Linked DNA regions of Mus musculus: regions 1, 2, 4, 5 and 6 are each linked to region 3. A link is a contact called in public HiChIP or PLAC-seq and promoter capture Hi-C data. All regions are on one chromosome and are shown on one strand. Each heading gives the region's core, a stretch centred on a gene start, on an enhancer-like site or on the middle of the called end of the contact. The rest is flanking DNA. Distances are from core to core; before and after follow the strand shown. Region 1 holds the start of Hs3st3b1 (heparan sulfate (glucosamine) 3-O-sulfotransferase 3B1). Region 2 holds the start of Hs3st3a1 (heparan sulfate (glucosamine) 3-O-sulfotransferase 3A1). Region 3 holds the start of Zfp286os (a long non-coding RNA gene). Region 4 holds the start of 9630013K17Rik (RIKEN cDNA 9630013K17 gene). Region 5 overlaps Cox10 (heme A:farnesyltransferase cytochrome c oxidase assembly factor 10). Region 6 holds the start of 2810001G20Rik (RIKEN cDNA 2810001G20 gene).

Region 1 (3,519 bases), core at 246-2,745, 1.2 Mb before region 3:
CAAGAGCTCTGGGCACTTGGGGACATTAATTCCGGGAGGGAGACAGTATGCACTCTGATTACCCCCACACTGTCTCAAATAGTTGAGTAAAGGGAGAAAGGATAAGATCGGTTCCGCTTCGCCCGCCGGTGCCCACCGGGAAGTGCAAGGCGCCTGTGGCCGCAGAGTGAGTCACCTCCTGCGTCCCCGCGGCCTGCACGGGGGTCGGAAGGAATGAAAATTCTGTCCCGGAACCGCACGCAGCCTGGCGTTGGAGGCCTTTCGGTCTTGCGGAAAATGGATTCCAGGCACCGAAAGGCTCTCAAGCCGCCACTTGGGTGAACGTCCCCATCCCGACTTTCCTAACTCCGATCGCCAGCGCAGAAATTTGGCCAGGCATCAGCGCCCGAGCTTCCCTCACCAGAGCTGACAGTTTCTGAGAAGACCCCTTTCCGGGCCGCCCCCCTGGACAAAGGTGCGAAACAAGGAAGCCTCGGAGTGGATTTTCACCATTAAATAAGTGCTAGTCACTACTCCTGAATTTACCCCATATCAACATTCGACTTAAAAAAAAGTTATTGGGGGAAAACGCCTAGGATTCAGTACAGAGTCATAGGTCAGAAACCCAACCAATCTTCTAAGCAGGGGCGGATGCCGGCTTAATTGTTTGTTCAAGAGAAAGAAGTTAGAACATCTATCAAATTAATGATGCCAAGGAACAGATACCCATATAAAACTCCGACATGTGACTTTAAGTTTCAACTAGTGTCTTTAAACTAAACAACCTTCCTTCTCTCTGTTCACCCCCCAGGCCTTTTCAGGAGAGTTTGGAAAGAGTGAGATAGTGTTTACGTCTGTCCCTATTAAGCGCCAGGCACAGGGAGACCATTCTGGACAATATTGAGAGAGCGGGAAAGTTAGTGACTTCCGCCGAGGTTTTCCCTACTTAAACTTCCTAAATCAGGGTCTGTTGGAGGCCCTTCCCTGAGCCCCGATTATGAAACTGGGTTTGCGGGTGGGGCTGGAAACACGTCTGGTCGGCTTTCCCTCTTCCATCCCTGTCTCTTTTCTGCAGCTTTTACACTCAGGAGCCGGATGGCGGGACCCTTGGATGAGGACTGGCATCTTTGTCACATAGGCAACTATAGCCAAGACTGGCCTCAGAAGCGAGTGTGGAAAAGCGCGCGTGTATAAGAGAGCGCCACTCAACCGGGTGGGACCTCTTTCAGCGTTGGGTCACTCCAGCATCCTCACCATCTGCTCCTGTCACCAGCCGATGGCCTCGCCTCCCTGAACCCGCCCCTTGAATTCTGAAGCCAATAGCAACCCCATACTGCTCTACCCCCCTTCGCGAACCCTTTCCACACCCCCACGTTCCGAGAGACGATTGGCTGTTTCGACTTGGGTGAAGCTCCGGCATTTGCATGCTGCTCGCGCCTCCTGGTAGGTAGCGCAGCCCGTCACTCGGAAGGCCGGGACCGCCCACTCCACCTCAGTGCTGGGCTCTCTTCCTGCGCAGTTCTCCGCCGCAGCCTCAGCGGGCAAGCGCCGGGGCTGCTCTCAATCTCCTGGCTGCGAGGAGGCAGCCCCGGCGAGCTGTCGTGCGCCCCGTCCAGAGTTACTGAGTGCGGGGCACAGCGTAACTGACAGCGCGTCTGCTCACAGTTCCCGTCGCCTGGACTTAGCTTTCCAACCCCGGCTTCTCGTGGGCATCATGTCAAGAGCCGTCGCCGCTGCAACCGCCGCCGCCACCCGGGGAAGAGCCGCAGCCTCGGCAGCCGCGCGCGCAGGAGGGCAATAAACCGAATCACTCCGGGCTCAAAGTGGCAGGGGACCGTCGCGGTGCTCTCTGTTCCGGCGGGACTCCTGCCATGTGCTGAGCCATGCCCCTGGCCGCGCCCGCGGGCCGCGTATGGGGCAGCGCCTGAGCGGCGGCCGGTCCTGTCTCGATGTCCCGGGCCGGTTCCTGCCGCAGCCGCCGCCGCCCCCGCCGCCGGTGAGGAGGAAGCTCGCGCTGCTCTTCGCCATGCTTTGCATCTGGCTGTACATGTTTTTGTACTCGTGCGCCGGCTCCTGTACCGCCGCTCCCGGCCTGCTGCTCCTGGGCTCGGGGTCCCGCGCTACTCACGCTCAGCCAGCCCTGGTCACAGCTCCGAATGAGACATCCCCTAAGATGCCCTTCCGGGCACCTCCGGCCAATTCGCTGGCTGCAGGCAAGGATAAGACAGTAGGCGCTGGGAGCCAGGAGGAGCAGAGTCCAGAGGCGCCGGACTCCCCCAGTCCCATCTCCAGCTTCTTCAGCGGCGCTGGGAGCAAGCAGCTGCCGCAGGCCATCATCATCGGGGTGAAGAAGGGCGGCACGCGGGCATTGCTGGAGTTCCTGCGCGTGCACCCCGACGTGCGCGCCGTGGGCGCCGAGCCCCACTTTTTCGACCGCAGCTACCACAAGGGTCTTGCCTGGTACCGGTGAGTTTCCTCTCCAGGGGCCGCTGCGCCGGCCGTGATCCCGACCGTGAGCCCCCACCGGCCGTTGCGCGTCAGGTGGGGAGGGAAGCAGGGGTACAACTTCCGTCAATTTAGGGCGGGCGGGGACCAAAGTGCGACCGCACATTGCTGGTGGACAGTTGGGGAGAAATCAGATGCTCCGGAGTAGGCTGAGACAGCCACCTACAGAAACTTTTAGCTTGGCACCGTTGGCTGGTATGCTGCGCCCTAGAACCATTTAGGTGATCTCTCCACAAAGACACCCACCCGGCAGCTACTGGGAAAGCGCCGGAGGAACCGGTTACCTTTTGGCTGTGGCCGCATCCCACGCGAATAACTCGGAGTGGTTAGGATTTTGTCTCTCTTGCAGCCAGGGACGCGGGGAGGAGTGTTGTGCGCCTCTGGGTCACAGCCTTTAACGAGCACCAACTGCTAGAGTCGCTTCTGCTGCCCAGATGGGGAGAGGGGCGCAGGCTAAGGCTCAGAGCCAAGGGTGTTTTGAGTCTAACTTTTTGTTACAATTCTTCTTGTTGCCGCAACCCGAAGGGGGTCTGACCCGCTCAGCTTGCGAGGCGCTTGTGCTAGGGAGGGTAACCGGGAGGCTGCGCGACTTTGCTGGCTGCGGCGCGCCGGGCGTGGAGCTGTGCTGGTCCCTGTCGGGCAAAGGCGCGCACTGCAGCGCGCAGCCTCTTTGAAGGCTTCTGGGCGCCCGAGGCGCTGCCGGCGCAGCCGCTTCGCCTTCCCGGTCTCGGTGCTGGGAGCGCCAAGACAAGGACGTGTATTTCTGCGGACCTGGTACATGTCCGACCTCAAAGAATATCCCTGGGCCATTGATTGAGAAATGAGGGTTGTTTCGGGGTCGTGGCTTCCGGCTGTGAGCCCAGTTCTAAAGGGACCGAGGCTCCCGGGTCACATTCACGACCTCTGCCCACTGCATCCCGGGCTGCTGGTTTGGTGTGAGTTGCTGGAGGGGTCACACCCCAGTTTCCGGAAACCCAGCCGGGTCCTCAGCGCTTTAGGTCATCACCCAGCATTAGCGTCTCCCTCGATTTTTTT
Region 2 (3,440 bases), core at 187-2,686, 1.7 Mb before region 3:
CTCTCCATCTGCCCCTCCCCAAGGGAGAAGAACGGGAGCCCAAGATGGGAACAGCTACTGCTCCCCCTTTGCCATCCCTTCCTAGTCTCCCCCTCTGCACAGCCAGCGCTCAGAAGTACCCATGGGGGTCCCCGCGCTCACCGGTACCAGGCGAGGCCCTTGTGGTAGCTGCGGTCAAAAAAGTGGGGCTCAGCACCCACGGCACGCACGTCGGGGTGCACGCGCAGGAACTCCAGCAGCGCCCGCGTGCCGCCCTTCTTCACGCCGATGATGATGGCCTGCGGCAGCTGCTTGCTGCCCTCGTCCAGAAGTAAGGCCAGGGTCCCCGGCTGGGCCTCGGCCACGCTGCTTCCCGCCCCGGAGCCTCCTGGTGCGGCGGCCAGCCCAGGGCTCTGCTCCTCCTGGTCGCTGCTGTCTCCTGGCCCCGACCGCCCGCGCCTCCTCCGTTGCCTCAGCTGCAGGAGGCGCTTCCTTGGCGCTCCCGCGGGCCACATCGCCAGTTCCCTGGGTCCTGCAGGGACGCCGCGCCCCGGGACCCCCGCGACGGGGCCCGAGCCGGGTGGGCAGCGCTCCGCCAGGCAGTAGAAGACGTAGAGGGAAGTGAGTAGCGAGCAGAGCATCAGCAAGAACTTCCTGAAGATGCTGCGCGACAGTGGCTCCGCCGGGCTGGGCTGGGCGCCGGTGGGACCCGAGGGGGCCATCCTAGCCAGAGGCGACCTCGGACGGCGAGCGGGCCATGCTAGGCCACGACTGTGCTGGGAGCTCCGCCATCCCCGCTGCCAGCCAGCGTGCTGCCCCGCGGCCGCATCGCCTGAGCCGCCCTGCGTGCCTGAGAGCTGCCCCGCTGGGCGGCAGCAGGGGCTGGAACTAGGGACCAAGCACTGCGAGCCCTTCTTGGGGTCCTGGGCTTCGGGCGACGAGGAGGAAAGGGGTGCGGGGCCGTGCTTAAGAAACCATGGTCTTGGGTCTGAAACGCGCCCGAGTCCTGAGCCTAGCTGCGCAGAGCTCCGCGCCCTGGGTCTCCGAGAGTCGCCCGGCAAGGGAGTCTCTGCGGCGGCAGTGGCGAAGGTGCTCGGCTCAGCAGGGTCCTGAGCGGTGCGGAACTTGGCTCAGCGATAACACATCCTTGGCTCAGTCCCCCGTGGAGCGGGCGCAGGACTCTCGGGCCGAAGAATTGTGTACGCTCCGGTTAGAACGAGTGACCCTTTTTCCAGCTTCTGCTCTCCTGGCCCGCCCAGGAGCGTGCCCTGAGTCCTGGCTCAGCTCGTCTCAGCAACCGAGCAAGCAAAGTCCCCCTAGTCCCTCTATCCGAATGGGACTCAAGCCTTCTGGCCTCTTGAGCGCTCCGGAAGTCTACCCACTCCTCTGGGGCCCCAGCTGGGAACAGCTTGGAGGGGCCCCGCTGTGCGGGACCTGTCAGCCACCGCTGCCACTGTGCTCTTGGGCTCTCCCCGCAGCCTCCTCAGCCGCTACCGCCACACGTGGGACGCGAAGGACAGCAAACTTGGTGGTGACGTCAACGGCCCAGGCCAGACCAACGCGGGGATCCGCTCTAGGGTGCAGAGCAGAGGCGCAGGGGCCGGGCTAGAGAGGCAGAAGGGGTGGGACCGGGACAAAAAAAAAAAAAAAAGGTGACGAGGCACCGCCCAATACACTGGAGAGGGCGCGGACGACAGAGGAGACGCCCCTTCCTCGCACTCCCTCTCTCCTTTCCTCCTTCCTCCTCCTCCACCCCTAGGTCTCTGGGCGCTGTCAGATTGACAGCGCCTGTATGATTGCCTGAGTCTAACGCCCAGCCAGTCCACCCCTTGCCGGATTGGGGGTTCTCAGACCTCTCCAGCTCAGCTTAGTCCTTAGCAGCCTTAACACCCCCAGATCCCCACTTCCTGATTCCCTCTGGTCCCAGCTTCTGTATTCCTACCCTTCTCCAGCCCACCCATCCCATCCCCTCTCATCCCAGAGACTTCTGAAGTTTTGTTCCCAAGAGTTCTTGGCAGGCCACGCCCCCATTTGTCTGGGCAAAGAGACAGCTTCAGTACAGACTTGCCTTCTACTTCCCTGTCCACTGAGGGCCCTTACAAGTCTGTCTGTTAGTTTGCTTGCTTGCTTGTTTTTCCTTTGGATTTATTTAAAAAGATGAAGAGTCTCATAGGACCTGGAAAGGAACCCCTTAGAAACTAGATCAATAAATACACCAAAACAGAAATTATATTTAAAAAATAATAAGTACAATTCCAAATCCGTATAACCAGTTGTTGATAAAGTTTAATACTTTGCATATGTGCACCACCCACATGCGTGAATGTGTTTTCACTCTTTGAGAGTTAAGAGTCCTTCCCTAAACAACGGGTTCCTTTTTCTCTTATTTCCCCTGACCCCTAGATACCCTTCCCATGCCCCCAAAGCAAGTCACAAAGAGGTAAAATCTGCCCCTTGCTGGCTCCTGGGGAGGTGAGTAGTAAAATCTTCAGGAGATGTTGAAGGTTTGATTGCTTTCTTTGGCTGTTACTCTGTGGTGGTTTTGTTTTCAATTTTTCATTTATTTGTATTTTATGTGTATGGCTGTTTTGCCTGCATGTGTGTCTGTGCACCACGTGGGTACCTGGTGCCAGCTGGAGAGTTCTAAATCTCTTTGAACTGGAGTTCCTGACAGTTGTTAGCCTAGATGTGGGTGCTGGGAATTGTACCAGGTCCTCTAGAAGAGCAGCCAGGGCTCTTACTGCCGAGCCATCTCTTCCACCACCAGATATTTCATTTTTGTCCTAATCGTATTGCTTCCTTATTTCTGTCTCCTGCAAGATACCTGGCAATGTGGGCTGTGCCCTGGTCACTGTAGCCCAATCCTGTGCGCTGTAGACATCTTCCTAGCTCCCTAACCCCTCCCCTCCCTGTGCTAATAAGAGTCCAGCAGTCAAGAGAGCTAGGTCTCAGGAAACTCACTTAGGAATCCTGGCTGCCTAGCTTTGACACTCAGATTTTCTCTCCTCTTCCTGCTCATTCCCCATTTGACCAAGGAAGTGTAAGTTAGGGGGTTGCCTTTCAGCTTCCACAGGGGCCCTACTGATTCTAAGTTTGCTTGGATAGAACTGGATCACATGTGGCCTGTTGGGTAAGAATAGTGCCGTGTTCATAAACTACCAGTCACAACTGATTCCCAGACCAATGAAGATCTGTTTAGAAGCAGAGACCAGAAAGCACTGGTCTTTGCCCAGGATGAGCAACATGCCTTGCCAAGTTTCCATGTCCTATTATGTCTGAAAATTGGATATTGACAAACCACTTTGAAGCTTAAGGTTTAATGTGTTTTGAAACTTTCCTCTGTGTATTTCAGTCTGGTTTGTAGAAGGAAGACAACAAAAACAGAGACCATTTAAAAGTTGCTCTGAAAGTGTGTCGTTGTGCAGATGGTCACCAGAATATATGTTTTCTCATCTGGAAAG
Region 3 (3,565 bases), core at 254-2,753:
CAGGGAGCAGCACCTCCTCTCCAGCCTTTCCAAAAAACAGCTCAGCCGCACATTGATGGCACCTCAACCTGTGTGGCCTGTGGCCTGGAAGATCTTCCCATCCTAACCCTTGGGCCCAACGCAGGGAAAGAGGGCTGAAAAAAGCTACCAATCCCTGAACAGAGAAACCCACCAATCCCTGAGCTCCCCCAAGCTCAGGACTTGAAATCCTACCAATCCTCAATCCGGAAATCTCTGTGGGGGTTCTCCTCCCGCCCCCCAAAAGCTCCGCCCCTAGCTGTGTAAACCCTGCTCTTGGTTCAACTTCTTGCTGTCCACTCCTGGGAGCAGTGGCAGCCACCCCTGGATTTGTCCCTCGTCTCCCTGGATTCATCCTTCCACTAGATCTCTTTCCTGAGATTTGCTGTCTGGTGGGACTCTCTTATCAGAAGCAGCCAAGAAGCAATGAAGAGAAGGGAAGAATGAGAAAAGGGGAGCAAGGCTGAGTGAGCCTCGTGAGCAACTCGGCTCAGCTGGGGAGACCCTCTCCTGGGAGCTGCAATGCCTCTGCTGAGGAGACTTCCTCTCAGAGCTGTGTGGTTCCTGGGCCGGGTGTCTCGGGATGCTCTTCCATCGGGATAACCTTCTCCCCTCTGAGCAGTGTGGCTCCTGGGTTCCTGAGTCCCAGGATACACTTCCAGACTGGTCAAAGTGTGAACCTGTCCATCATCAAAGATCCAGTCTCTTGTAGAAAGAAGATGGACCGGTATGATGTCAGAACTGTGTGAAATCTCTTTCCCGGACCTAAGTTTCCCCACTGGCTGGCACCAGACCCCTTTAGCATATTTTCATCCCTGTCAGGAAAGTTAAAGAACCAAAAATGATAGTGTAGATAGATATCGCCAGTTTTCCAATCAAGAAATTCAAAGCCAAGCAAAGTGTGGACATTCACCAACTCTCCTGGCTTCTGAGACTTTATAGGTGGCCTCTCTGCTCTCTGGGTGCCTTTCTTTAGCAACACAGAGGTGACCTTAGAAAAGATCTTGCCAAAGGTTCCTAGTGCTAGAGAGTGACACGGCCGTGGCCTCTAGACACAAACATTCCAATGTGATTGTATTTCTTAGATTGCGCGGAAGGTTGATAATCAGTAAACTGTTCTTAATCGCGAGGAAGGTTAAATGAAGAGTCTCTGAATGAAGGTTAACGTTGGCCGCCTTGCGGCGCGGTTCCGTGCTCACCGAGCGCCCTCTGCCGGGCACACAGCGGCCGCCAGGTACTTCTGCCCGGGTGCAGACGGGGGTGCGCTTTCCCTTCGTGAGTGCACGGCCTGGCCGATCCGGACCTAGCCTATCGGACCCTCCCATCCCTGAGGAGAGCGGCCTGGGCCACAGAGGCGGGATGCTGTAGGTCTCCCCTGCGCCCTCTGGTGGAGCGGAGCTTCAGAGCTGCAGCGTCACCAAGACCTCAGCCCTACCCGGGCCGGAGCAGCGGACCGCGTCAGAGAGGAGGGTGGACAATCCAAGGCCAGCCTCACCGGAGATGGCTTAGCCTGAGAGCTGAGCTGCATTCCTTCACCGGGCAGCTTGCACTGGCTGGCTGATTTTAAGCCATTTCAAATGATCCCTTTTTAAGCCATTTGTCATTCCCTGGCACGATCGTGGAATAGAATAATGTGCATTGGTTGGGACATGCTGGACTGGTCCAGGGTGCTGTAAGCGCTGCCAGAGCGTGCACCCTTCCTTCTTTACTTTTAAATGCACTGATACGGGAACCACAAGTGAGGTTTCTCCTTAAGTCTGTTGATAATTGTGCAGTAGATGGAAGAAACTCTTGTAGTTTCTAAAAGAATTTACCTAATACTCATAGAGTAGATGTTAAGTCAAACTCAGGTAGACGAAGAAAGGGTGCAGAGCTACAACATTCCAGTTCTCCAGAATCACTAAAGTTTATTATTAATCGATCCGCCTTGTTTGTACAATCTTTAACACAGGTGTGTCTTTTTTTTTTTTTTTTTTTCTTTTTTCTTTCTGGAAACTTCAGGTCACAAACAGGCTAAACACTGTGTCTAGCTGTGTGGCTTGTGTCTTGGTTAAAGGGATAAGATGCTGCAAGGGTGGTTAGCACTGGCCACTTTTGTTCTTTGAGACAGCTTTAGAGAACTTTTTAAATTTTGTGTATTGGAATAATAATGCCCATCAGATTAGTGTAAAGATTAAATGAGAATGTGTTTTTAAAGTTGCTTGTGCAATGTCAGACCAACCAGCTGTGACTACATTTAATAATCTTATGAACCCTAGATCTCCGGGGGCGGGGGGGAGAGACAAGTTGGATCTCACTGATGTTGCAGGGGTCTTCCCTGTGTTTCATGGGGCTCATCCCTGTGTTCCCTCATGGGAGCCCTGTCTCAGGGTTCCTGCGTGGTGAGTCTGAAGTTTCTAAGGCAGGACTGGTTTGCACGGTTTACCACTCTTCCCTACATTCCTCTCGGCAGGACAGCCACCCTTTCAGAAAGCAGAAGCAGAGATGGCTGCTGGGATGTTTGCAATTGGACCCCTGGTAAGTCGGGGTCTACTGGTTCCTGCCTGCTGCGTTGTCTGGGGGGCATCTACTGTTCTGGAATCTCGAAGCTTCTCTGCCTCACCCACACTCCTTCAACTGAGACCAGAGCCACATTTTTTGACCTATAAAAAATGGGGCCACCCCAATAAAAGTTATTATGTGTAAAAGAAAGTGCTCTCTGTTGGGGGGACAAAGGCCCGTGTAACCACTGAGCACTAGGGAGCCAGGAATGCTAAACACACCCGAGCACCTCCTCAATGCAGGAAATAAAAACCTGGTTTTCACCCCCAGAAGACTTGGAGTGGATATTGTTGACATCTGGTGACCTTTTTGCTATCTATGGTGACCTGATTTTTCCATGTTCTAATAATCAAAATGTATGGTGTTTTCAGCACTAGGGTCTCGCTGTCAAGTTCTTGGAAGCAACCAAGAGCAGTGGCAATAGCTGGCATTGTTCCTTTTGAACTCGGTTGGGTGGTTTAACTCGGCTGTTCTGGCTCAAACTCCTCTCCGAGCTGACTGATTCACACTGGCTTCTCTGGGCTTCTCCTGAATTGCTGTTTAGCCTCAAACTAACTGTGTCGATCTCTTCTGGTCCTCTGGTGAGAGAACAAATATTCTGGGTTCAGACTCCATCTTAGAGAACTTGACCTAAGGTTCAACTCAAGCTAATTAACAAACAGGCATCTAGCACTAGTTTCTAGGTTATCCACCAACAAGACCTAAGTTTAGCACCAGTTTCCAGGTTGTTCCCTAACAAATCTACACCCCCCAGGTTACAAGCCTGCCCCTGACACTTCACTTCCTAACAACCACCAATCAGGAGGAAAACAGAAGTTAAGTTTCTGATTTGACTTTCAGCACCAGCCAATTATGTTAAAGGCCATAATGGCCTCCTAATCAAATGTGTACCTGGCTAATACCCCATTCTTGCCTCTATAAATGCTTGCCTGAAACTGGGCTCTGGGCCTCCTCCCATTCTTCTGTGTCAGAGATGGTAGTGTGGCCCAAGCTTAAGCTTAAATAA
Region 4 (3,582 bases), core at 1,034-3,533, 1.2 Mb before region 3:
GTGTCATGTGCTAGTAGTAATCCTGGCACTCAGGAGGCTACGGCAGGAGGATTGCTTTAAGTTTGAGGCCACCCTGGGCTACATGGAGAATTCCAGCCCAAACTGGCCTGAGAATGGGATGCAGGCTCTAAAAACCTAAAAGTGAAAAGGAAAGAAAGGACAAGAACAAAGACTTCATGAATGAGTAGGTGGCAGCTCACCTTGTAATGTGCTTCTTGCAGGGGCCATCCCTTGCTCCCCAGAACAAGTGAGGTGCCTTCTCTCTATAGCCTGCAAGTCCTTTCTGTCCCTAAGGTGTTACTTCCCACAGTCTGCAACTCCATTTGTGTTGTCTCCTTCCCTGGCCAGAGCCCAGCAGAGAAACATTAACCCCCCTCCCCCTACCCACCCCCCAAAACAGACCTTGTCCTCTGGCAGGCAGTTGGTATCTGCTGTCAGGGAGGACAGGCGGGCCCAATAAAAATGGGCTTCTTGGAGGAGTGAGGCTGAGGGGATGTGCAGAGCACTCTGTCCGTCCCACCAGGAAGGTGGGCCCCACCACAGCCCTGAGCTGACCCGGTCTGTCCTGCTCCAACTCACCTTATCTTGATGAAGAAAGCAGTTTGTTTTCTTCTCTTCCCAAGCAGCAGCAGTTGAAGCCCATCAGGCAGAGCTGTGGGTGGTTTTCCCACTGCAGTCCATTAAGCAGCGGATCCTAAAGAGATTTCATTTGTGACACGAGCCAAACCCTTACCAACTTCCTCTCAGAGACAGCAGCTTGCTCCTTTTCCAGAACTGAGCTATTGTCTGAGCGCTCTCGTTCTGAGGCGAAGCACAGCCAAAACTTTCAGTTGCACAACAGACTACTGCAGTTGGCACACCAGAGGCTGAGGGGACAGTGAGGGGCAGAGCTGGAGGGAGAGTCCCCATTGCTGCCAATTTCACCATGTCAAGCTTGTTCTTGCTCAGTCATTTCTAGAATAAAACCCACCTGGAGCTCTGAGCCTTACCATCCCTCCCCTGGGCCCTCCTGTCTCCCCTCAGCCATGCCCTGGTTCTGTTACCACAATGAGCTTTCCTTGGCAGAACACTTCCTGCTCTTGTCATAACCCCACCCCATGCTGTGGCTGTCATTACTACTGTATATCATACTCAGCCCAAGGCCTGAGGGTCCAAGACAGCTCGTGAGATCTACTACGGCTTCCCCAAACATGAAGCTCAGGGTCCTTAAGGCCACCCTGTGCCCTGAGAATCTCCACCACCTGACAGTCGCAGAGTTAGCTGTATTGTCCCATCAAAACACGAAGAAGTCTCCGTCACCACCATTTGCTCCTTCAGCTGCTCTAGCCTTCCCTGCCTGCCTTCCAATTCCCAAGAGAACTCCGTGTTAAGATAAGTGCCCTGTGTGTGTCACTGAAACGGGTACCAGGACTCTTGAACTAGAAAGTGCCTCTCTCGTTATTTCCAACAGTCCTCTCCCATGGGAATCCCTCCATTGGGAAGGGTACTACTGGGCATGCTAGTATAGTCTGAGAAGAGGAACCACAACTGAGAAAATGCCTCCATCAGATTGGACTGTAGAGAGCTCTGTTGGGACATTATCATCATCATCATCATCATCAAATTAATATGTTAAGGCCCAGCTCACTGGGTGCAGTGCCACCTCTGGTTAGGAGGTCCTGAGCTATCTAAGAAAGCAGGCTGGGCAAGCCATGTTAGGCAGCCACTGAGCAGTGGCCCTCCATGGTGTCTCAGTTCCCACCTCCAGGTTCCCCCTTGTGTCCCTGCTGAAACCTCTAAACAAACTCTTCCTAACGTTGTCTTTGGTCGCGGTGTTTATCACAGCACTAGAAAGCACACTAAGACAGGAGGGCTGAGACAGATTGCTGGCCACCTGAGCACAGGCCTCCTGAGGAGTTCACTTTGAGGCTGAGAGAGCCTTGCTTTGGAGATGGCCGCTGACACCTAACTGTTCCCTTTTCTCCCCACCCCTCCTCACAGGAGCGCTTCTTCTGGGAGGGATCCTGTACTCCTGGCAATTCCCCCACTTCAATGCCCTGAGCTGGGGCCTCCGTGAAGACTACTCCCGAGGAGGCTACTGTATGATGTCCGTCACCCATCCAGCCCTCTGCCGGCGGGTGGCACTGCGCCACTGCCTGGCCCTGATTGCTCTGTCGACTGCTGCCCCGGTCCTGGACATCACCACCTGGGTCTTCCCTGTCATCTCCCTCCCCATCAACCTGTACATTTCCTACCTCGGCTTCCGCTTCTACGTGGACGCAGACCGCAGGAGCTCAAGGAAACTGTTCTTCTGCAGCCTGTGGCACCTGCCGCTGCTCCTGCTGCTCATGCTCACCTGTAAGCAGCGGCCCGGGCAGGAGGGGGACAAGGGAGAGGCTCCGAGCTGAGAGCCAGCCGGTCTGTGGGGAACATGAGAGCAGACACCTGCAGACAGACACACGGACAGCACTGCCCTGGGCCAGCAGGAAGCGTATTTTGGTGATTCTGGCAAAGAGAGTTGGATGGTGTCAGCTGGTGGCAGATCATCTGGTGCTGTGTCGTCACTTCCCAGTCCTTTTAATATTAATATCCAAACTGCTTCCCAAACAAGAAAGGGACTAGCATATGGGGTCAGTACAAAAAAAAAAAAAAAAAAAAAAAAAAGAATATTTCTTCTCCTGGAAAGTCTTTATGCATCTTTCCCTCCAGCCCTGTGTTCTCTCACCCACATGATATATATGCACATCCTCCTCCCTCCACCCCAGGCCAGCCCCGCCCCCAACACACACACACACACACACACACGCACGTGCGCGCGTGCATACTCACCACCTGGAGGCCACTGTGGTCATTGCTCAAACAGGTGAGTGCTTGTGACCCAACCTCTGTAGTTCCGCATCTGGAAGCTCCCACACACTTCCTCAGAAGAACACATAGTGTGGCTACAGCACCCCTTCTCTGCCAGTAAGATGGGGCCTGCCTAGCTTCCTCTACCCTACCAGTGTTCTCAACCACACATTCCCTGAAGTAACACAACACCTGGCCTGGGCTGCCCACTGGGAGTGGGGATTCCAAACGGTTGCCTGCAGATCCCTGGCCACATTGCCAGCACACACCACCACGTCCAATCCCACCCCAAACCAGGAGTTCAGAAACCCCAGGAAATATGCCACGTGTTCATCATGCTCTCAGGCATGGTCTCAGCATTTCCTTTTGGAAGGGCATCACTCAGCATAACCTGAGGGAGAGGGTGAGCTGCGTCAGCAACCATTTTATGCTCACTTATCTCTTTCGTGCAAACCACATTTCTACACTGGTACCTCCTAAGTCCAGAAGTTGGCCTCCGTGCCCAGTGGTGTTCAGAGAGGGCAGCAGGGCTCCTAGTGGCCATGGGTCCAGCTCTGGAACTCCATGGCCTCTGGTGTAAAATGCAGGGACCTGTAGGTCTTCGGACTGTTGCGTACTCCCCAGGGCTAGAGAGCAATGCTGCCTTAAAATTGTGGAGCTGCCAGAGTTTGAGTTCCTTGATCTCCCAGGGTGCTGGGCCCCGTCAGGATTCCCTCCAGGGCTTTAAGCCACACAGAAAACGGTTCTTGAATTTGG
Region 5 (3,224 bases), core at 688-3,187, 1.3 Mb before region 3:
CATTTCCTTTGTTAGCCTTATGTAAACCATTTTTTGTGTCTTCTCAGCTTATTAGATAGAACTGTATGAGTCAGAAATCTGAAGTGTTTTCTGTCTGCCTCTCTCTCTTCCTCCTTCCCTCTCTCCCTCTCTCCCTCTTCCTCCTCTTCTTCCTCCTCCCTCACCCCCCTTCCCTCCATCCCTCTCTCTCTGTTTTCCAGACAGGGTTTGTCTGTGTAGCCTTGGCTGGCTGTTCTGGAACTCACTCTGTAGACCAGGCTGGCTTCAAACTCAGAGATCTGTCTGCCTCTGTCTCCCAAGTGTTGGGATTAAAGACGTGCATCGCTGCCCATCTGAAGTTTTCTTACGCTTGTATACCCTTTTCAACTTTAAACAAGGCAAAGTCTTCAGGCTTTTTGTTTGTTTTTGACAGTTCATTGATTATAGTACTTTGTCAGCTACTGTGATGGTAGCTGACACAACAGTCGTTTTCAAGGCCTGGAATCACCATGGAGTTGTCTTTGGAGCATAAGTCATTACAGAACCAGAGCTAAAAAACTGCTCCCAGAATGTTTCCTTCGAAATAAATGTTGTCTAAATGCTGAGCCTGCTGTACTGTCCCAGGTCCTGCCAGGTGCTAGCTGCTGCCACGCCGTCATGTGCACCTGTTGTGACGTGCAGTGTTGTGTCTAGGGGACAGGTATACTGTCCCCCAAGCCGAGGGATCGCTGAGTGCCTCTAGTGTCTGACCAGCCTCTTTTGTTCCTTCATCTCTTGACCTGCCTGTCTCTGTAGCCCTCATAGAGGCCTGCCCCCTCAGCCCTGCCCTGGCTTCTCTGCTCTGTAGTCCTTTGCCTGCCAAGGGAATGTCAGATGCTCACTGCATTTGCACCCACTGTGCCAAAGGAAGGGCCTCTTGCCCAAGAGGCGTGCTGTTAGAGACTCTCCTTTGAGGGATGCTTTGATGGAGTCAACAGATATATTCATTGTTGGTGTGTCACCCTTTCTGGAAAGGTCTTAGAGGTTCCAAATTCTACCACAGTAATGAGTGGTTGCTGTCATTTTCATAAGTTGATTCTCTCACGTGCTTGTTCTAGTCACAGAAAGCTGGCTGGCATAGACAGTATTCTTAGCCCATATACTTGTTTTACATTTCAAATTGACATGGAACACAGCTAAAGAAAAATAGAAATTTAAGAGACCACACTGAGGAGATGGCCTAGTAAACAAAATATTTGCTCCACCAGCCAGGGACCCGACTTCAGATGCCCATTCCCCAGGTAAAAGTGGTCGTGACGGTGCATGCCTGGGGTCCTGGCACTGGAGGGAAGAGACAAGAAGATCCCCAGGGCTTGTTGGCCAGCTGACTTGTGAGTCTCAGGTTAAATGAGGAAGCCTAGCTCAAGAAAAAGGCAGGGGAGGGGTGGAGAGAACACTGGGAAGTGAGGAAGACACTGGACATCAGCCTGTGACCTATACTATATATGTGCATGTATCTGCACGCACGCACACGCATGTGCGTGCACACATACACACACAGGGAAACTGTATGTGATCCAGGTATTAGGAAAGGGCTTGTCCATATGGTAAAACTGAAGGACTTCTGTAAGCCTCTGATGAGACTAGACTGAAGGACAAGCTGTAGGCGATGGATACCATTTCCTTCTCTAGCATGTACCCTTGGAGGCAGTAGTCCCACCCCATTCCCTTCCCTTATGTAACTTTCAGGAGTGCACCCCATCTCCATAATTCTAATCTCCAAGCCTGTGGATCTTCCATGCTTTCCCTCAAGCTGTGATGGTCTGAGGGTTTTTATACGTACCTTCTCGGGCACACACTGCTCATGATTTCTGTCCCCTTTGCCCTGTGCTCCTGTCTCCCAGTGTCTCCTCTGAGCTCCTGTTTTGTGCCTTGTCTATATGTTTACCCCACCCCACCGTGCCCTGCGGTTCCTCAGAAGCAGCACATTTCCTGATGTACAGCTCATCGCCTGTGCTCTGCTGTGCTCTTCTGTGCTCTCCTCCACGCTGCCTGCGTGCAAACACTCTCCTTCCTCTTCCTTGTTGTCTTCCCCCCTCTCCTGCGCACGGCGTTCTGACAGTTCTCTAATGCCGTACAACCCTAGTGTTCCCATTGCGCATTCTCCCTGTGCTCATTCACAGGGGATCAATGCGGTCACTTGGTAGATTGTTTCCCTGTCCCTGCACGGCCTGGAACTGGACTTCACAGTGGGTCTCCTTCCTGCATAGACTCCCAGGGACTCTCAGCTGGCTACCAAATGACATAAAGTCCAGTCTGGCAGCTGCCACCTTCCCTCCTGTGCCTCCAGTACATACCCCTCTCTTCTGGCCATGGTGACAACACTGAGGATAGAGCAGGAACTATGCCCACGGGACTCTGGTCTTCATGGAGCTTACATTTCTGTGAGGAGTCACTGTGTGGTGAGTGCCGGTAGGAAACAGAGGATGATCTCGGGAGCGAGCTTCTGGACTGGCCTGCTGTAGATGAGATGGCCAGAGATGGTCTCCCTAGGAAGGACATCTTAAATGGAACCCAAAGAAGGAGAAGGAGCTAGCTCAAAGAGGGAGAGAGCAAGGACCCTGAAGTACATAGCTCCACGTGACTGGGCAGTGGTGAGCCAGCTGAGGAGCAGTGGACGCGCTTTAGTACAGCCAAGGAGAGTTTGAGCGTTATTGCAGGTACAATTTCAACCACTTCCGTTGGAGGTGAGGGGCTGTGATCTGTGCCCAGCTCATTCCAAAGAGAAGCACTGTGGGATCTGGAGACCAGTCAGGGAGGAAGCTCCAGTAGTGATGGATTGGACTAGATCAGGGTGTTAGAGTTTCTAGTTAGAGCAGACAGGAAGTTTGTTGTGGGCTTTCCTGTGTACTCACTGAAAGATAGGCAGAAGAACAATAGCCTTTGCTCTCCAGAAAATAGCATCTTCTCTTCCCCCAGTTACAGCAACCAAAACTAGCTCCAGGCCTGGGAAGGTAGTTCATTCAGCAACTGGGAAGACCCAATTTTACTTCTAGAATCTAAAAAAAAAAAAGAGAGAAAAAGCCTGACATGGTGTACTGAGTAATCTGAGTACTGGAGAGGCAGAGACAAGAAGGTCCCTGGGGCCTCATGGGCCAGCAGCTTAGCCTAGTTATCAAGTCTTAGGCCGTGATAGAACATTGTCTCTAAAATACACGTTGTCTCCACCTATACTGAAGCAACAGAAGAGGTTGTCTTCTGACCTT
Region 6 (3,516 bases), core at 288-2,787, 1.3 Mb before region 3:
GCCTTTTGTGATTGATTTCTTCAACTTAGTATTGTTTTCATGGTTGTAGTATGTATTTGCACTTTATTTTCATTTCATGGCAAATAGGCCAGTATGTGGATATGTCACAGAATATCAGTTGATGTATAACTTGAGTTATATCCACTTTGGGATATTATGAGTGAATGAATGCTGTCATTTGTCTTGGGAATATACCTGGGAAAGGCACAGCTGGGTCAGGAGGTAGCGCTGTGTTTAACTTATTGAGGAACACCTAAACTGCTTTTCCAAAGTGGCTACAATATTTTATATTCCTATAAACAATGTATCAGGATTCCTACTTCTTCACTAACTTGTTAACTCCTGCTATTGATTAATTTTGTTTATAGCCATCTTATAGGTGTACAGTCCTATCACTTTTTGGTTTTATAACACAAATTTTAAGAGACAACTATAAAGAGATAGGAAGTACAGTAGACTGCTATACAATCTACAGTTTGAATCACGCAATCTCTCTAGCCCTCAGGTTCCATACCATGTAACCATTGAGTTAGGTATCTGAGATCTAGTTTGTAAAGGGCTAACTTATTTATGATGATCAGAGTTCCAGGAACAGTGGGTCTAATTAACCAAGATAGCTGTAAAGCAGAAGGCCTCCCCTAAGCAGCACTCACTGTTGGTGTGATTAGATCCCAAATTGTGCTTTTCATTTGTTGATTTAAGGTTTGTACTTTGTAATATTTCACTTAACACAGCATTTCAAAGTGCTCGAAAAACAGTGGATTGAACAGTTGTTAACTTTTCAGTTATTCACCAGAAATCCATCCTCTTCTTCCTTAGTCTAAGATTAATTTGATGGGGACAACCATTATCCTAGGTCCACAGTGATGAACTGTGATGGGCCTCAGAAAATCCCATTCTCTGCTCTGTCTTCCTGGTAAACTGGAAAACTCTCACAGTTCCTTCTACTGAGCAGCAAGTTGGCTCTTCAAAGCCTTTCTTTAGCCTACTTCACAGAAATGCTAACCTCATTCCATAGCGCTTTCTACCTTATCCCTATCGGGATGACGCTCACCATGACCAGTTCTTGCTGCAGAGACACAGTGCGTGCTCTTACACAAACTCCTGTCTCAGTGGCCCCTGATCAGCACCTGAGGTGAACCACAGAGATCTCACCTCATCGCTGAAAGCAAACACAAACTGCCCTTGTAAGTCATGTTTTGCTCTTTTAATGAGTTTCTTTCTTCCTCGTTTTTTTACTTACCAAACTCCACGAGAAGCCAACAGCCTGCGCAAGATCAGCCTGGGTGACAACTGAGGAGGCATTCAATTCTTTCAAGCTCAGGGGACTGCCGGGCCGGGCCGGACTCCAGAGCCCTAACCCCGCCACGACTCGCCTTCCGCCCGCGGGCTCCGACGATCTGTCCCTCCCGGGCAGAGAGCTCACCTAGTCTACATCTGGAGCGTCTGAGGGGAAAGCGAAAGCTCTACCATCCGATCTTTATAAGCTCCGCTAGCCTAGCTTTCAGAGAGCGCTGGGAGCCGGAAGTGACAAGAGGAAGTCCCGCCTCACTCAGAGGGCGGGCTAGCAAGATGGCGGCGCCCAGGAGCCGGTGAGGTGAGAGGCGTCCTGGGGTCCTGGGGACTGCTGCACCAGTACGTTATGGCCGCGTCCCCGCACACCATTTCCTCGCGCCTCCTCACAGGTATTGTACCCGGTTGGGAATGATCGTGGACGAATTGTTTTCTTTTTTGCCATGTGCGGTACCGTGTTGCCGGCCGCCTGCAACCTTGGAAGCCCTTGGCTTGTCACTTGGCAGGGAGGTGACCTTTAGGGTCACCTGAAGGGACGAGGCCAAGTATTGTGGACCAGCTTTGCACCGTAGGCCAGGTGGTCCCTAAGGCTTGATATCCCGTGCTCTTTGGAGTTTCAGACAGTGCAAGATGGAGGGACAGGATAAACCATGGGGCTCCACAAGCCTGGCACATGAGAGCCGCGGTTCCTGGCCACCGCCTTTTAATGACAAGAAGCGCACCTCCCCCCCCCCCCCCCCCCCGTTAAGGAGCTGTCTTCCAGCTTAAAGTGTTACCTTAATCACCATGATAATGATAACTGCCAACTGAATCCCATTGAGCCAGCGCTGTACCATCAGTATGGCTCCTTCCATCAGAAGGACTTTTGACAGATGTGTGTTTATCACAAACTCTTGAAAAGCTCCTATATTTTACCTTTTCAGGGAGGCCAACCTTAGCACTCTAACTAAAATAGGAGTCTTTATCCTTCTTTTCTTATATCATATTAATTTATCATGAATAACACACGGTGTAATTGTTCACACCTGCAGTACAGATGTGCAACAATTTAGTGTGTTCCTCCCAGTAAGAGAAACACTTTGTGAAAGTAAAGATAGTCTGTCTCCCTGGTTCACCACTGTATCCCTCATGCCCAGAGCAATGCCTATGTGCATTGGTGATGCTCAGTCATTTGTGAATGAATGAGATTGTGCTGGTAGAAATTTTAAAGAGGAGGTTGGTTTTGTGACTAGTATCCATGGATGGTGGCAAAGTGATCTATAGTACAGACAAGATAGTGGAAGCCATTGTGTACCTTCTCACAGCCCAGAACCATCCTGTAGGCCTCCCTGTCACTTACACACTGCCCACTGTGTCTGGCTGACTGTGGTGATCACTGTGCTTCTGTAGAGCTCTTTTCTCCCGTGCGTTTGTATGATCCCAGTGCAGATCATTTGACTTTCTTTAATGAAACATTTACGCGTCTATAATAAGGTAACTGAGCTAGGTGATCTCAAAGGTACCTTCTGGCTCATAAACCAGGGCAGGAAGTGGAAGGGTGGGTAGAAGAGACAAAGTTGGGCAGTACTTGGTAATTGTCAAAGCTGTGCGTTGAGTGATAGAGCCTCCTTGGACACCTCTTTTCATATGACTGTCATTTTCTAAAATAAAAAGTTTATGGGGTTCTTCGTGTGTGTGTGTGTGTGTGTGTGTGTGTGTCTGTTGTGAGTCTTTCTTGACTCACTTCTTTGTTACTTTCTGTAATCGCTGATTGTGAGTATTCCTCGATGCAGACACTCGGTACTCATTCTTAGAGGGCTCATCTCAGTGCTGGACTATCTGTCTGTACGGACGCTTCTTCTTTGTATACAGATTCCTCAGGGCAACCTTTCTTTCTACTTTTCTGTTTGGTATTTCAGCTTCTTTTTTTTGGGGGGGGGGGTTCGAGACAGGGTTGGTTTCTCTGTGTAGCCCTGGCAGTCCTGGAACTCACTTTGTAGACCAGGCTGGCCTTGAACTCAGAAATCTGCCTGCCTCTGCCTCCCTAGTGCGGGGATTAAAGGCGTGTGCCACCACTGCCCGGCAGTATTTCAGCTTCTTCTAGGACAATTCTGTTTTGACTCTTAAGTCTCATCATGCTAGGAGACAGGTTGCATATGCACCCCCCCACCCCTCTGTTCTAGGATCAGCCTCTGGAGCTGTAAAACAGTGGGAACTAATAGCTTATTTTCTGAAATTGAGCAT

The links. Promoter capture Hi-C pulls out the DNA fragments that hold promoters and counts their contacts. HiChIP or PLAC-seq counts read pairs in DNA pulled down with a chosen protein or histone mark.
Region 1: a contact with region 3 is called in an H3K27ac HiChIP or PLAC-seq map of embryonic stem cells, with 4 times the contacts expected there. The contact joins the promoter of Hs3st3b1 here to the promoter of Zfp286os in region 3. A contact is called at or near these places in 6 of 39 promoter capture datasets (the 3T3-L1 cell line, cranial neural crest, hippocampal neurons and 3 more), 1 of 15 datasets of contacts at CTCF or cohesin (embryonic stem cells), 7 of 484 Hi-C or Micro-C datasets (B cells, cerebral cortex, cortical neurons and 3 more) and 2 of 115 datasets of contacts at active chromatin or transcription factors (embryonic stem cells and forebrain).
Region 2: a promoter capture Hi-C map of hippocampal neurons shows a contact between it and region 3, with 4 times the contacts expected there. The contact joins the promoter of Hs3st3a1 here to the promoter of Zfp286os in region 3. A contact is called at or near these places in 7 of 39 promoter capture datasets (the 3T3-L1 cell line, frontonasal cranial neural crest, hippocampal neurons and 3 more), 1 of 15 datasets of contacts at CTCF or cohesin (the NIH/3T3 cell line) and 4 of 484 Hi-C or Micro-C datasets (cerebral cortex, cortical neurons and embryonic stem cells).
Region 4: a contact with region 3 is called in a promoter capture Hi-C map of hippocampal neurons, with 3 times the contacts expected there. The contact joins the promoter of 9630013K17Rik here to the promoter of Zfp286os in region 3. A contact is called at or near these places in 1 of 39 promoter capture datasets (hippocampal neurons) and 1 of 9 other capture datasets (embryonic stem cells).
Region 5: a promoter capture Hi-C map of liver shows a contact between it and region 3, with 2.0 times the contacts expected there. The contact joins the enhancer-like site here to the promoter of Zfp286os in region 3. A contact is called at or near these places in 9 of 39 promoter capture datasets (the 3T3-L1 cell line, 3T3-L1-derived adipocytes, hippocampal neurons and 5 more).
Region 6: a contact with region 3 is called in an H3K27ac HiChIP or PLAC-seq map of embryonic stem cells, with 9 times the contacts expected there. The contact joins the promoter of 2810001G20Rik here to the promoter of Zfp286os in region 3. A contact is called at or near these places in 3 of 39 promoter capture datasets (the 3T3-L1 cell line, hippocampal neurons and liver) and 3 of 115 datasets of contacts at active chromatin or transcription factors (SST interneurons, embryonic stem cells and large pre-B cells).

Annotation. Positions count from the first base shown.
Region 1 is chr11:63,920,260-63,923,778 of GRCm38.p6, reverse strand. It overlaps Hs3st3b1 (heparan sulfate (glucosamine) 3-O-sulfotransferase 3B1), which reads left to right and starts at 1,495. Exons shown (of 2, transcript NM_018805.2): 1 at 1,495-2,445. The coding sequence starts at 1,892.
Region 2 is chr11:64,433,328-64,436,767 of GRCm38.p6, reverse strand. Hs3st3a1 (heparan sulfate (glucosamine) 3-O-sulfotransferase 3A1) reads right to left here and starts at 1,436. Exons shown (of 2, transcript NM_178870.5): 1 at 142-1,436. The coding sequence starts at 701. F930015N05Rik (RIKEN cDNA F930015N05 gene) reads left to right here and starts at 94. Exons shown (of 1, transcript NR_028445.1): 1 at 94-3,440.
Region 3 is chr11:62,754,758-62,758,322 of GRCm38.p6, reverse strand. It overlaps Zfp286os (a long non-coding RNA gene), which reads right to left and starts at 1,503. Exons shown (of 3, transcript XR_879919.3): 1 at 1,218-1,503. It also overlaps a transcript of Zfp286 not described here.
Region 4 is chr11:63,962,927-63,966,508 of GRCm38.p6, reverse strand. It overlaps 9630013K17Rik (RIKEN cDNA 9630013K17 gene), which reads right to left and starts at 2,283. Exons shown (of 4, transcript NR_131111.1): 1 at 2,235-2,283; 2 at 580-694; 3 at 1-135. Cox10 (heme A:farnesyltransferase cytochrome c oxidase assembly factor 10) reads left to right here. Exons shown (of 7, transcript NM_178379.3): 7 at 1,981-3,582. The coding sequence ends at 2,387.
Region 5 is chr11:64,046,389-64,049,612 of GRCm38.p6, reverse strand. The region is part of intron 3 of Cox10 (heme A:farnesyltransferase cytochrome c oxidase assembly factor 10); the gene reads left to right. Among named protein-coding and RNA genes, the nearest start is that of Gm51866, 15 kb to the right of the region's middle. Within about 2 kb of position 1,937, at least 33 of the 459 cell types and tissues checked have an H3K27ac peak or open chromatin away from gene starts, as enhancers often do. A contact at or near this core is called in liver, where this site is marked.
Region 6 is chr11:64,077,505-64,081,020 of GRCm38.p6, reverse strand. 2810001G20Rik (RIKEN cDNA 2810001G20 gene) reads right to left here and starts at 1,537. Exons shown (of 2, transcript NR_033780.1): 1 at 1,244-1,537. It overlaps Cox10 (heme A:farnesyltransferase cytochrome c oxidase assembly factor 10), which reads left to right and starts at 1,549. Exons shown (of 7, transcript NM_178379.3): 1 at 1,549-1,685. The coding sequence starts at 1,643.